Linked DNA regions of Ovis aries: region 2 is linked to region 1. Evidence: chromatin contacts called from public Hi-C data. All regions are on one chromosome and are shown on one strand. The core of a region is the stretch at or near the end of the contact, and the rest is flanking DNA. Distances in the headings are between cores, read along the strand shown.

Region 1 (6,623 bases), core at 747-3,246:
CTGCAATGCAGGAGACTCAGGTTCAATCTCTGGGTAGGGAAGATCCTCTGGAGAAGGGAAAGGCTACCCTCTCCAGTATTCTTGCCTGGAGAATCCCATGGACACAGGAGCCTGATGGGCTAAAACATGACTGAGTGACTGACACTTTCACTTTTCAGGGAACTTTTAGGTTAAAAACGAAAAACAACTCATTCAATCTCTTCAGCAAGTGGTGCTGGAAAAGCTGGGCAACTGCGTATAAATTATTGAAGTTAAAACACTCCCTCACACCATATTCAAAAATTAACTCAAAATGGCTTAAAGACTTAAATGTATGACATGACACCATTAAATTCCTAGAAGAAAACGTAAGCAAAACATCTCTTTCATAAACCATGGCAATATTTTCTTAGATCAGTCTCCCAAAGAAAAGAAATAAAAGCAAAAATAAACAAATGGGACCTAATCAAACATATAAACTTTTGCATAGCAAAGAAACTATAAACAAAATGAAAAGACAACCCACAGAATAGTAGAAAATATTTGCAAATGATGTGACTGTCAAGGGATTAGTCTCCAAAATAAATGAGGAGCTTATGCAGCTCAATATAAAAAGAACAAACAACCCAATCAAATCATGGGCAGAAGATTTAAATAGATATTTCTCCAAGGAATACATACAGATGGCCAATAGGCACATGAAAAGATGTTCCTCATCACTCATTATTAGAGAAACGCAAATTAACACTACAATGTATTATCACCTTACAAGAGTCAGAATGGCCATCATCAAACAAGCTCCACAAATAATAAACGCAGGAGAGGGTGTGCAGAAAAGGGAGCCCTCCTACACTGTTGCAGGGAATATAAACCGGTGCACTCACTGTGGAAAACAGTACAGCGGTTCCTCAAAAAACTAAAAATAGAAGTACCATATGATTCAACAATCCCACTGCTGGGCATACACCCGGAAAAGATGGAAACTCTTAATTTGAAAAGGTGCATGCACCTCAGTGTTCACAGCAGTACTGTTTGCAAAAGCCACCTATATGACCATCAACAAATGAATGGATAAATAAGATGAGGTACATATATTCAACAGACTATTAGTCATAAAAAAGAGAAAACATTGCCATTTTCAGCAACATGCATGGACCTAGATATTATCATACTAAGTGAAGTAAGTCAGACAGAGAAAGACAAAGATCATGTGATATCACTTATATGTGGAATCTTAAAAAATGACACAAATGAACTTGTTTACAAAACAGAAACATATTTATAGACATAGAAAGCAAACTTATGGTTACCAAAAAGGAAAAGAGGGGATTAATTAGGAGATTGGAATTAACAGATATATGCTCCTGTATACAAAATAACATGTACCTAATATACAGTACAAGAAGCTACGGTTAATATCTTGTAATAACCTATAATGGAAATGAAGCTGGAAAAGAATCTGAAAATCTATATTTATATCTGTATCTCTATATATATCAGATATCTCTCTCTATATATAAGACACATATAAGATACATTTAGAGAGAGAGAAGATATCTGAATCACTTTGCCACACATCTGAAACTAACACAATATTGTAAATCAAATATACTGCAACAATTTAAAAAAAATAACTCATTCAAATAGAAAAAGGAGTGATTCACAGAAGATTCATGCAGTAACAAGGTCATCTTCAGGAAACAGGAAGAGCTGGCAGCTGTCACAGATATTTAAGTCAGCTACTTTGCAGAAAGAACTGGAAAGAAATTTGTAAGACACTGGGGCACAAGCTACAGTGCTTTGGCTGCTGTTCCCCGTCTGGCACGGTGGGAAATGCATTCCAGTCAGTTCCTTGGTGCCTCAAGGGCACTGATGCATCAGTGGAGCCTGGTGAGAGAGCAGTGGGCAGTGGAGAAAAGGAGTGACGTGCTCAGAAATCTTACAACAGCCAATGAGCTGGCTCACCAGACTTGAAGACGAACACTGGTTAGACCACACCAGTGATCCCTCCCTTCCTTAAATACAAGAGTGGTGAATGAGGGCAAGGACAGCAGGCTTCTCAGGAGACTGAGATGGGGATACGGGTCATTAAAGAAGACCCGTGACTATTAAACTGACCTCATTTGTATCCATGACTGCTGAGGCCTAAAAACGTTTGGAATCCAGATGTGGTTTCCGTCAGCCATTGCCATTGTTTTAGTTACCTAAAGCAAAATGCCACATAAATTACAGAAGAAAATAAATATGAGCAGAAACAGTGAGATATACAGTATGAGTGTATCTAGATGAGAGACTGAAGCAAGGGATGAAGAAGATTCCAGAGCTCCTGGTCCAGGAAAGCAGGAGAAAAAGGGTGTAGCAGCGGGGGCCTGCAGGAGGCGAGCAGCATAATCTTGGAAAACAGTAGTGGTGCAGATTTGCTCACAGCTGGTCCTAACCAGTCCAACTGGTAGCTGAGGTTCTCCTTTCAAAATGCTGAAGAATTTGACTTTCTACATAAGGATCAATACATTTATAATTTAAAAAAAAATACAATATTTGCTTCACCTCTTCTAATCTAGGCTCTTTCCCGGGTCTGTATCCTTTTATTTATGGTGACAAGAGGTGTCATTTCTGGAGACTATAGAAAAATAGAGAAAAATAATAAGGAGAAAGGACATGCCAAAACAACAGTTTAAGGTCTAATACTCTTTGTCTTCACGCAAACCTCTCAGTTACCCACACTATCATTGATTTTAAATTCAAATTAATTCAAATTAATAGGGCTCTTGTTACATGGGTGGATCCTTCATTTTCACCTATATAGGCACCATTTCAGAATTCTTAGAGTATCTAGCCAAAATTAAAAGCTGCCAGAGAAAAAGGCAGAAAAGAAAAAACAGGTAATACAACAAGGGTATATCTTGGAGAACTATCAGCATAGCAGAGAGAAGATAGCCAGAGAGAAATAAGTCTCTTCACTGAGAAAAAGAAAATCAGTATAAAACTTTCTCTGTGAAACAGGCCTCAGCAACAACTGCATTAAAGTGACCCCCAGCATCAGAACGCTTTTCCCATGGTGGGGGAATCCCAAGATTAGAGGAAGGCAGTTCTGACCTCCCATTATGGAAGACCTGATGTCCCCTTTCACTGCTAGCCCTTCCGATTAGCACGTGATGCATGATCTTAGCTGATGTATCATTGGTCTCTATATTCTTCTGTTGCTTTCAATCTAGCAGCAATGCTATTCTGCCAAGACACCACTGGAGGCCAGTCATGCTACAGTATAAATTGCAGCCACACCCTAAATTAAAAATATATTCGTACCTAAACGACACTTATAAAAACAATGACTAAACACAAATAAATGTACACAATAAACATATACATTTGTATACGTTGTAATGTACACAATAAATGTGCACATTTATTTGTGACTAAACACATAATGGTAAACATAATAGCAAAACATTTTTCTGGAGAAGAGATGGGATTTGGTTTGGATATTTCAATTGAACATCTCAATCAATCCAAATATAACTAAATATATTGATTATCTTGATTGTGGTAATGGCTTTATGGTTTGCACATTTGTCAAAACTTGTCATATTGTACACTACACTAAATATTTATGTCAATTATATTTTTAAAAGCTGTTACTAAAACACAGGGGCTTCCCAGGTGGCCCTGCTAGTGGTAAAGAAACCAACTGCCAACGCAGGAAACAAGAGATGCAAGTTCGATCCCATCCCCTGGAGAAGGAAAAGGCACCCCGCTCCAGTACTCTTGCTTGGAAAAGTACACAGGCGGAGGAGCCTCACAGGCTACAGTTCATGGACTCATAAAGCGTCGGACACGGCTGAGCACACACACACAGTAGAAAAGAAGATACACACACCCAAACAAGAGCTACACACTCCTCTCCATAGCAGTAAATGTTTTCTGGCCTTCTCAGTATTGAAGTAATAATTTTGCATCCATAACCAAAGTCCCTTCTCCAGATGAATGTCCAAACTTTTAAACTTTATATAAACATGGTTCCCTTGAGATTGTCTCTTTTCTAATGACACAAAGTCTCTGCCTCAGAGATCTGTTGATAAGTAAAGTCTTTACTTATTTATGAGTCTGACAATTAAGCAAAACAGTATTCTCATGGTTTTTAAAAAACTACCCTTTTTTAAAAATCGCAGAGAACCTCAATGGGATATGAGTTGCAGATGAATTAAAATGAGCAGAAAAAATGACCCCATTGAATTTGTATTCACGTTAACAGGCAACTCAGTTTAAATATTTATTCAATGTGCTGGCCACATGTTCACCAGGAAAATTTATCATCACTAATTGAGAAAGAGAACTGAAAGCAGCAAATGAAGAAAGGTCCAAGAAGTTCTATTCATTTATAAAACTTTCATAATACACTCTGGATCCACATAAACACTGACTGAGTTGATTAGGAATTTGGGAGAGGTTTTTCAGGCAAAGAAGAATTAATGAACTCCAAAAACAACTTGGTTATCATAGAGTTGAAATTTTGCTACAAACTTTATAACCAGAAAAGAGAAGCAACTAACTTTAGAGAATTTCCAATGGAAAACAGACAATTAGAGTGAAGGTTCTGTCTTTCATCCAGTGAAGATGTGCTGCGCGTTTGCAATGATTCAGCCAATATGCTCACATAGAGCCTGGACAGTAAGGTGACAGAAAAAGGAGAGGACAGCCAACTTCTATTCCAAGCTTTAGTAAATGAGCGACTGCATTTTCAAATAGCCAGTTATTGCCTATAGAAATAATGGATTTGGGATTAGATATGGATTGCGTGAATGCTCCGTCTCGCAGTCGTGTCCGATATTTTGCGACTCCACGGACTGCAGCACTCCAGGGATTTTCCAGGCAAGAATACTAGAATGGGTTGCCATTTCCTTCTCTGTAGATATGGGTAATTAGAGCATATATGTGTGGTGGAAACAGTAACAATCATTTGAACGATTTTCTGAAACTTCTAAAAGTACCCGATATAGTACCACAAAAGAATAGTCATCGGAACACAAATTCTCATCATTAAGATGGTAAGTGGTTTTGCCAGTTCTATAAAATCTGTAAAAGAGTACTATAAGCATTTTATAGCATTTTATGTTCTCATATAATAGTCATGACATCCAAAGATGTTAGACTTCAGGTTCAAGGTCAAGAGAATGGGACTAGAATATAGTTTGTCTAATTCCTACCACAATGTTCTTCCACTGGGCTCTTTAACTGGAAAATCTTGCTCCTTTTACTTTCAATTTTTAAAAGCATATTTACATTGGTATAACTGGAAAACAATTTTGTACTACCTCATAAAATTGAAAACATGCATAAAACATGTCTATCTACAGGTATAGGGAATTCTGAAATAAGTGTATTATTTCACTTGCTATGTGATAAAGGCAATATAATACAGTACATCAGAGAAACAAGGAAAAAAATCACTGCATGCATTTATTTACGACATACAACAAGTGAACGATAGTCCATACACCTTTTAACAATTACATCATTTAATATGCACAATAGGGTGAGGTAGGTATTATTATTACCTCTGTTTTCCAAGCAACTAAATGGAGATACAGAATAATTTGTCCAGAATCAATGTGGCAAGTGACAAGGAAGGAGGAAACTAAAATATGAGCATAGTAAGTGGCTTACTAAAGATTACACAGCTAATAACTGGTGGAATCCAATATCTCTAGCCAAGTGCTTTTCAAACTTTAGCAGGTACATGAATCACTCATTAATGTAAACATAGGTTCTGATTCCCTGGTCTGGGCTGGCATCTGAGATTATGCAGTTTTTACAAGGGAATGCCCATGCTTCTGGCCTATGGTTATACTTTGATTAGCAAGGATTTATACCATTGTTTCCGCCTCTGCGTCAAGTTACTTCTCACTAATTCTTCCTTATATTTATTAAGCTTAATACTTATTAAACCCTAGTCCCCACAGTCAGGGGTAAGGGCAGTTCTGCACTGGGATAAGTGTAGTATATACCTTTGCTATCTTGTATGGTAAACACTTTGACCACATGGATTTTAATCCTATCACCAGATGCCATTCTAAACAAATGCAAATCTGTGCTCTGTGTTCAAGCGCTCAATCATATCGGACTCTGTGGCCCCGTGGAGCTTGCTAGGCACCTCTTTCCATGGAACTTTTCAGGCAAGAGTACTGCAGTGTGTTGCAATTTCCAGTGAAGTGAATCGCCATTCCCTTCTCCAGGGCATCTTCCCAACCCAGGGACTGAACCTGTGTTTCCTGCATCTCCTGCACTGGCAGGGGGATTCTGTACCACGAGGACCACCTGGGAAGCCCTAGGTAAATTCAAACATTCTAACCTTCATTTTCATCCTTGCACATTACCACATTTTAAGAAGAACTTTGAGAGTGTACACTGACTCTATTCAAGCCATCTTAGAGAAGAAAAGTAATGTTTAGAGCAGAAACACATGATTTTATTTTATAAGATTCTACAAATCTTCAGATTGAAGAATCTTGTTGTTATCTGTCATTATAGTCCCTACAGGGCCTTCCCTGGTGGCTAAGGTGGTAAAGAATCTGCCTGCAATGCAGGAAACCCTGATTTGATCCCTGAGTCAGGAAGATGCCCTGGAGAAGGGAATGGCGACTCAC
Region 2 (6,584 bases), core at 2,745-5,244, 470 kb after region 1:
CTCCTGCTGTTTCCCAGGTTTCCTGTCACATCTGCAGGGATTACTTCCTTGTTCACCCAGGCCTCTGCAAATGTCACTTTCTCAAAGAGGCTTTCTCTTTCACCAAATCTAAAATATCCCTTCCCTGCCAACCATAACCCTACCCTCCCTCACTCACCACTTTCTATACTTATATGCTCTTATTCCTGCCTGGAATTATAATTTTATTGCCTGCTTCATTATAATATAAACACTAAGAAGGCAGAGACTTCAGCTTGATCACAACCTTGGCATTTATTGTCTAGTTAAGTAATATAACTAACAGCATCTAATAAATTGTCAAGTATTGAGCATTTCAAGTTATTTTGTAAGGGGGTAGAATTATAAACAAAATACAAATGTAGGCTATGATCGTCACTACAGAATTCACTACTAACTCTTTCATCTGAAAAATCTATAAAGGGCAGATTACCACTTCTCCTGGTGGCTCAGAGGTTAAAGCATCTGCCTGGAATGCAGGAGACCCGGGTTCGATCCCTGGGTCGGCAAGATCCCCTGGAGAAGGAAATGGCAACCCACTCCAGCACTCTTGCCTGGAGAATCCCATGGAGGGAGGACCCTGATAAGCTACAGTCCATGGGGTTGCAAAGAGTTGGACAACACTGAGCGACTTCACACACACACTACTTCTCCATTTGTTTTCATCGTCAAAGCCACCATCTAAGGAGATAGTGGACAAAACTGCATAAACACAGAAAGCCACAAATCTCCCAGAAATCAGACTTTTCCCAGCATTCTCTTCTCAGCCCTGATACTCTCCTTCCTTTCCCATATATAAATATATATATATATATATTTTGCGGCCTGGAGAATTAAGTTCAGAAAATCTTGCCCCATGTGAATAACACTCTGCAACTTTCAATCTTAAAAATCTGTGGAGAATCAAATATACCTTCATTTTCGAGTACAGATATGGATTAGATTAAACAGGAATTAAGCTATGGTACAAGTTCTCTTTGCTACACATTGGTTGCAGAAGATCAGGAAGTTACATGATAGTCATAGTTTACTTTTTCAATGTCCTATGATAACAAATAGGTATACTGTCATTCCATACATTCCAAATCAAAGTTCTTATCTTTCTTAGCAATGTCTGTTCTGCTGTTCTCACCACCCTCATTTTCTTTAAGGATGACATATTCTACTTAGTTAACCAGTCGAGCTATTTACTAGCTGTATGGATTTGGGGCAAGTTAACTCAACTTTCTACGATCTACAAAGTGGAATAAAATTTATACTGACATACTAGGGTTGTTTTAAAAATTAACCAAAATGGATAAAGCACTTTCCATTGCTGCTATACAGCACACAGTCAACAATATCTAACTGTTATTTATTATCATTTTATCATTTACCAATCTGTCATTAATCCCTATCAATGTAACCTTTGGAATGGCTCTTATCTTCATCCAGTGTTTTCCACAACTACTGTTATAATAATACGGAAATTGTTTATAAATTGTTTGAGAAGTCCTCCATCCTTCACAGAAGCTGTGTAACTTGTCTAAACACAGGTCTAATTTTGTGACTCTAATGCTAAAACTTTCAACAATAATAATTCTTTAGCATCTTTTGGTAACACAGCATATATTTTTAAAAAATTGTTAAATGAATCAACTAGTTTCATAGGGTTTAAACAAAGAATAAAAGTTACTGTGTAACACCAGTTACTTTACACACCTTGTTTTAAATCCTCATAATCCCTCTAGGTTATTTCTCTTAACTTTTTACAAAGGCTCAAAGGTTAAGTGACCTGGCTAAAGCTAGCTAGGTAAGTAAGCTCAGGTATGTTTAACTTTCACACTGCCTAAGTTTTAGTAGAACCTCTTGCAACCTCTTACCATGTAGTCTACGTTTTGACTCAGAAATCCTTTTTTTAAATTGTTAAATTTTTTTTTTTTTTACAATGTTGTGTTGGTTTCTGCTGTACAACAACGCGAATCAGCCATCTGTGTGTTCGTGCTAAGTCGCTTCAGCAGTGTCTGAGTCTTTGTGATCCCATGGACTGCAGCCATCCAGGCTCCTCTCTGTCCAAGGAATTCTCCAGGCAAGAATACTGGAGTGGGTTGCCATGCCCTCCTCCAGGGGATCTTCCTGACTCAGGGATCTAACATTGCATCTTACATCGCCTGCAATGGGAGGCAAGATTTTTTTAACAGTAGCGCCACCATCAGTCATAAATATACATATATACCCTCACTCTTGAGCCTCCCTCCCCTTTCTCCATCCCACTCCTCTAGGTCATCACAGAGCACCAGACTGGGCTCCCTGTGTCATACAGCAACTTCTCACCAGCTATCCATTTTACACACGGTAGTGTGTATCTGTTGATGCTACCTTCTCCATTCATTCACTCTCTCCCTCCCCACCCCGGCTGTGTCCACAAGTCCATCTCTCCTGGCTCAGAAATTCTTAACCTGAAATCCATGGAATTTGGGATGGATTTCAAAAATTATTGTAAATCCCACGAAATTTTCAAAGGTAAATTTTAAAGGTGAAACCATGACTTTTCTACGTTTATAAAATGAACTCGTCAATCATTTTATTTAAGTAATTAACCAGGGAACTAGTTAAGTGCTAAAAACCAGTTCAAAGGTGAACTCAAAAACTAGACAAGCGCAAATACAAGCAAGCAAAAATATTGAAATGAACTTGTTAACAGATGTAACACTAATCAGGGCAATAACTCTTAAGACTTATTTCAATTATAACTTACATAATTGTAACATAGCTCAATGACAATGAAAAGCAGAGGTAAGCTGGAAAAGTAAGCTAGACACCTCTTTTTTTTTGGCTATTTCAACGTCTTTCACAATTTTTCTTTAAAAGGTTATAGAAAATATTTAGAGATGTATATGTATTTTCCTGGGAGGCTCATCCATATCTTTTAAATCACGTTTTAAAAGGAAATGGTGTGTCAAAAAGGTTAAGAGAACTATAGTTCTAGTCACATCTGACTATCCAGCGTTGCCTACTTTCTTGTCTCTGTGCCTCTGCTTTAAAAGCTTCTTGTCTTCCTTGTCTTATCAAGTCCTATTCAATTTTCAAGGCCCAGGTTAAACGGCATCTTACTCTTTCTAGCTTTCTGCTAGCACATTTCCCCTAAACAACCGCCTCATCTGTTTCCCTTTTAAGTATGTCTATTAACGCACTCAATAATACACTGTATTTTTTCTTCCTTCCATAACTGGATGTTCAGCTCTCTGAATGACAGAGACAAAAGTTCTGAAAAAGGAAATGACTTAATTTAAAAATACAAGTCCACATTCGCTATCGTTTGGCCACCAAAACTCGAATCTGCGAAGAAAAGCAATTCCCCTTTTGACTACTGCCCCTTTAGGTACCCGTCCTTCCTCAAGGAAGCCGTCAGACGCGGGACTACCCCAAACCTCCCAAAACCGGGCGGCAAGCGCCCCCAATCACTAGAAAACTGGAACTGCAAGGGCTGCCGGAGGACTCTTGCGCGTGCGCACAGAGAACCAGGACACTAGGGCAATCTAACTGATGGGTTGGTGGGAGGGGGCGGGATGAGAAGGACCAGAGATGACAGAAAGGACCGGCATAGAAAAAGACTGAGAGTAATTTAGATCTCACCCAACCTGGGCTTCCCTAGAGTCCACTTAGAACTTACTCTGTCCAATTCCCAAAATACAGCGCCAGAGACTGCGTTCTTCAGTCCTTCGCGTCCCCCGAACCTTATAGTCGTGGTTATTTTAGCGTCACATGAGCGACAATTCTTCCGAACGCCTTGGAAAAGATGGGCCCAGAGGTTGTGCGACCGACATTTACGTCACTGGCGTAGGCCCGCTCAGCGTGGGGGCGGGACATCGGAGAACGCAGTCGCCACAGAGGCTAGCAGCCAAAGAGGAACTTGATTGGCAGTTTGAAAACGGCCATTCAGGTCCGGAGCCGTGGTGGGCGGGCTAAATAGTGGGGTTGGATCTGGTGCGGTCGCGAGTTGATGATGTCACGGCTTTTCGCGGGAGAAGTTCGAAAGTGGGTTTTGTGCAATGAGCAAGTTAAAAGAGCTGTTTCCACTCGGGAGTTTCTGGGGATTGAGGGTAGATAGGCTGGAGTTTTGAGCTCGAGGTGCTGTCACTGATTTTGATGCGACGGGCGAAGGAGTTTGCTCCGCCAGACGGGGTTCGGTAACGAAACTGTGTGGAGATAAGGTTGGTTCACGGCTTGGCGCAGCAACCTGTAAATAATTAGTGCTTCGTCTTTACCACCTTCCCCCAACTCCTGCTGGGCAGTTCCGGTATCCGTGTGAGAACCCGGGATGGTTTTGCTGTTTATTTTTAGGACTGACAAAGGGTCCCTTCTTCATTGTCATCTGGTTACACAAGCTAGTGATAATTAGAACGTTGGCAAATGAAATGTGAGCATCTTTTGGTTGTCTGGACTGGACCGTTTCTTAAAAGGCTATTGGGCTCGTGATTCTTAAATTTTTAAATCTGTGAACCACTTAGGGATTCGAAAGATCCTGCTTGTTCCAAAAGAAAAGGACCAAAAACATCTCATCGTACTTAGCAAGAACAGGTCATATTTTAGTGATAACACCGAATTTTATACATAAATCTAAAAAACAGCACAATAATGTGTGTGAAGATATGTATGTATTTCTGTACTAAATTATCGCAAAACATTTAATCTCTCCCTTTTTTTTGAAGTGTAATTCTTTAATCTACCACTTAACAAGAGTTAGGACCGTCTCAATACCTTTTACATCGCAAATCCCTCAAGTAATATTTCTAATTTAGGAAAACAATGGGGGAATTTATTTTGCAGTTGGTAAACAGCATATAAGTAATCCTAAAGAAGTAAATACTGGATTTCTAACCTGTAAATTGTGATGGTAATAACAACTTTTAGGACTATGAGACTGATAAATATTATATGTAAAGAATCCAGTCCCATTCTTGCCTGTTACAGTAGGTTTTCCATAGTCACATAATGTAGTTTTTGTGAATGGGAACACCAGAATTTAGACTACTTAGTTTTAAATTCTGAATCTGCCATTTATTTACTTCATGAGCTTAGGCAAATTACATACTGATGTACCTCACTTCCTGTTTTTGTAAAATGAATATAAAAAGTAGTATCTGTACTATAAGGTGTAAAATTTAAAGCATTTTAACAGTGTTCTAGCATATAATTTACACTGAATAAATAATAACTGTTATTAAAGGGATCTAATGTTAACTGCTACATGCCAAGCATTGTGTTGACACTATGTAGTCTTATCTACATATATTTGATGTCTAACCCATTCAGTGGCTAGAAGCAAGTTGCTGTTCAACCAGCAGTCAACTATGTGTTTCTTTGGACCTCTGTTATCTTCTTGGCATTCACTAGGCATCTGTCAATCCTGTTAGCTGGAGGGGAGGGATTAGGATATGGAGTTATATTTCTGAAAGGCAGTGCCTCTGTAGGTCTGGCCCTGTGCTGTGAACTATATCATGGGACAAGCATTCATTTCTCATTTGTGTACCGTTTGCCCTGCCCTTTCTCCATTTAGCAGCCAGAGCAATCTTGGTAAAACCCAAGTCAGATTATGTTAACGTATTCTTGAAATTCTGCCTTGGCCTCCTACTGTCTTTTTAAAAAGTCCGAACAACTTAGCATAAAATAGAATGCCCTTCGCATCCTGTTATTGCTCACTTTTTCAGACTTATCTCTCACAACTCACTATCTTACACTTGATTATAAACTAGAGTTCCTTGATTATGCCTTCCACAGCTTTTTTGTACGTGTTATTCTTATTTGGAAATACCCTCCTTGGGATTTTTCCTTGGTTAATGATTATTTCGGTTCACAGTATATGCATTATGTCTTTCAGGAAACCTTGTTTGATGCCCTAGACTGAGTTGGGTGTCCCTCCAGTGCTTTTCCTTCCATATTTTTTGTAATTACTGTTTATTACCCTGCTATACTGAAATTCCTTGAGACTAGGAGTAGTAGTTTGTTCATTTTAGTATCTTGGCCTAGCGCTATGTACACACAATACATAGCACACAGTAAGTACTAAATATATGTTATTTATAAATAACATGTAGGTGGTCTATTTTTTGTACATTTTATACATATAAAGGATGAATTTAATCCAGAATTGCAAATTATTGCTTTATTGAATACCTGTAGGTTTCAAACTTGAGTGTGTATCACTGCACCTGCAGTGCGTTTTAAATTACAGGTACTGGACCCCAATGCCAGCCTTTATGATTTAATAGCTCAAGACTCAAGAATTTGAATTTCTAACTAGCTCCCAGGTGTTGCTAATGCTATTGGCCCAGGGATCTAAGGCAGTGGTTAAAAATAATAATACTTTTCTTCGGCATCTCTGTTTACTTCAGTTCATTGTCAGTGATATTAGATTTCCAGATTTGCCCACAATAATAGTTTTATCCAATAGCATGGGATAAATATAGTACTCATTGCAATTATATTGAAAAAGTTTTTCCTTGGAGAGTGTATTATAATGTATATTTGGTTTTAGATACTATGTTACATTGACTTTGAAAAGGTAAAAGGAAAAATTTGAAATG

Evidence for each region. Hi-C and Micro-C count contacts between places; a contact is called where the count stands out from the background.
Region 2: a Hi-C map of hypothalamus shows a contact between it and region 1, with 3 times the contacts expected there. The contact joins the promoter of ZGRF1 here to the enhancer-like site in region 1. A contact is called at or near these places in 2 of 16 Hi-C or Micro-C datasets (hypothalamus and skin fibroblasts).

The regions. Positions count from the first base shown.
Region 1 is chr6:12,921,430-12,928,052 of ARS-UI_Ramb_v3.0, forward strand. The region is part of intron 1 of ANK2 (ankyrin 2); the gene reads right to left. Among named protein-coding and RNA genes, the nearest start is that of ANK2, 400 kb to the right of the region's middle. Within about 2 kb of position 1,997, at least 6 of the 54 cell types and tissues checked have an H3K27ac peak or open chromatin away from gene starts, as enhancers often do. A contact at or near this core is called in hypothalamus, where this site is marked.
Region 2 is chr6:13,387,058-13,393,641 of ARS-UI_Ramb_v3.0, forward strand. ZGRF1 (zinc finger GRF-type containing 1) reads left to right here and starts at 3,995. Exons shown (of 29, transcript XM_060417541.1): 1 at 3,995-4,211. It overlaps LARP7 (La ribonucleoprotein 7, transcriptional regulator), which reads right to left and starts at 3,826. Exons shown (of 13, transcript XM_042251826.2): 1 at 3,671-3,826.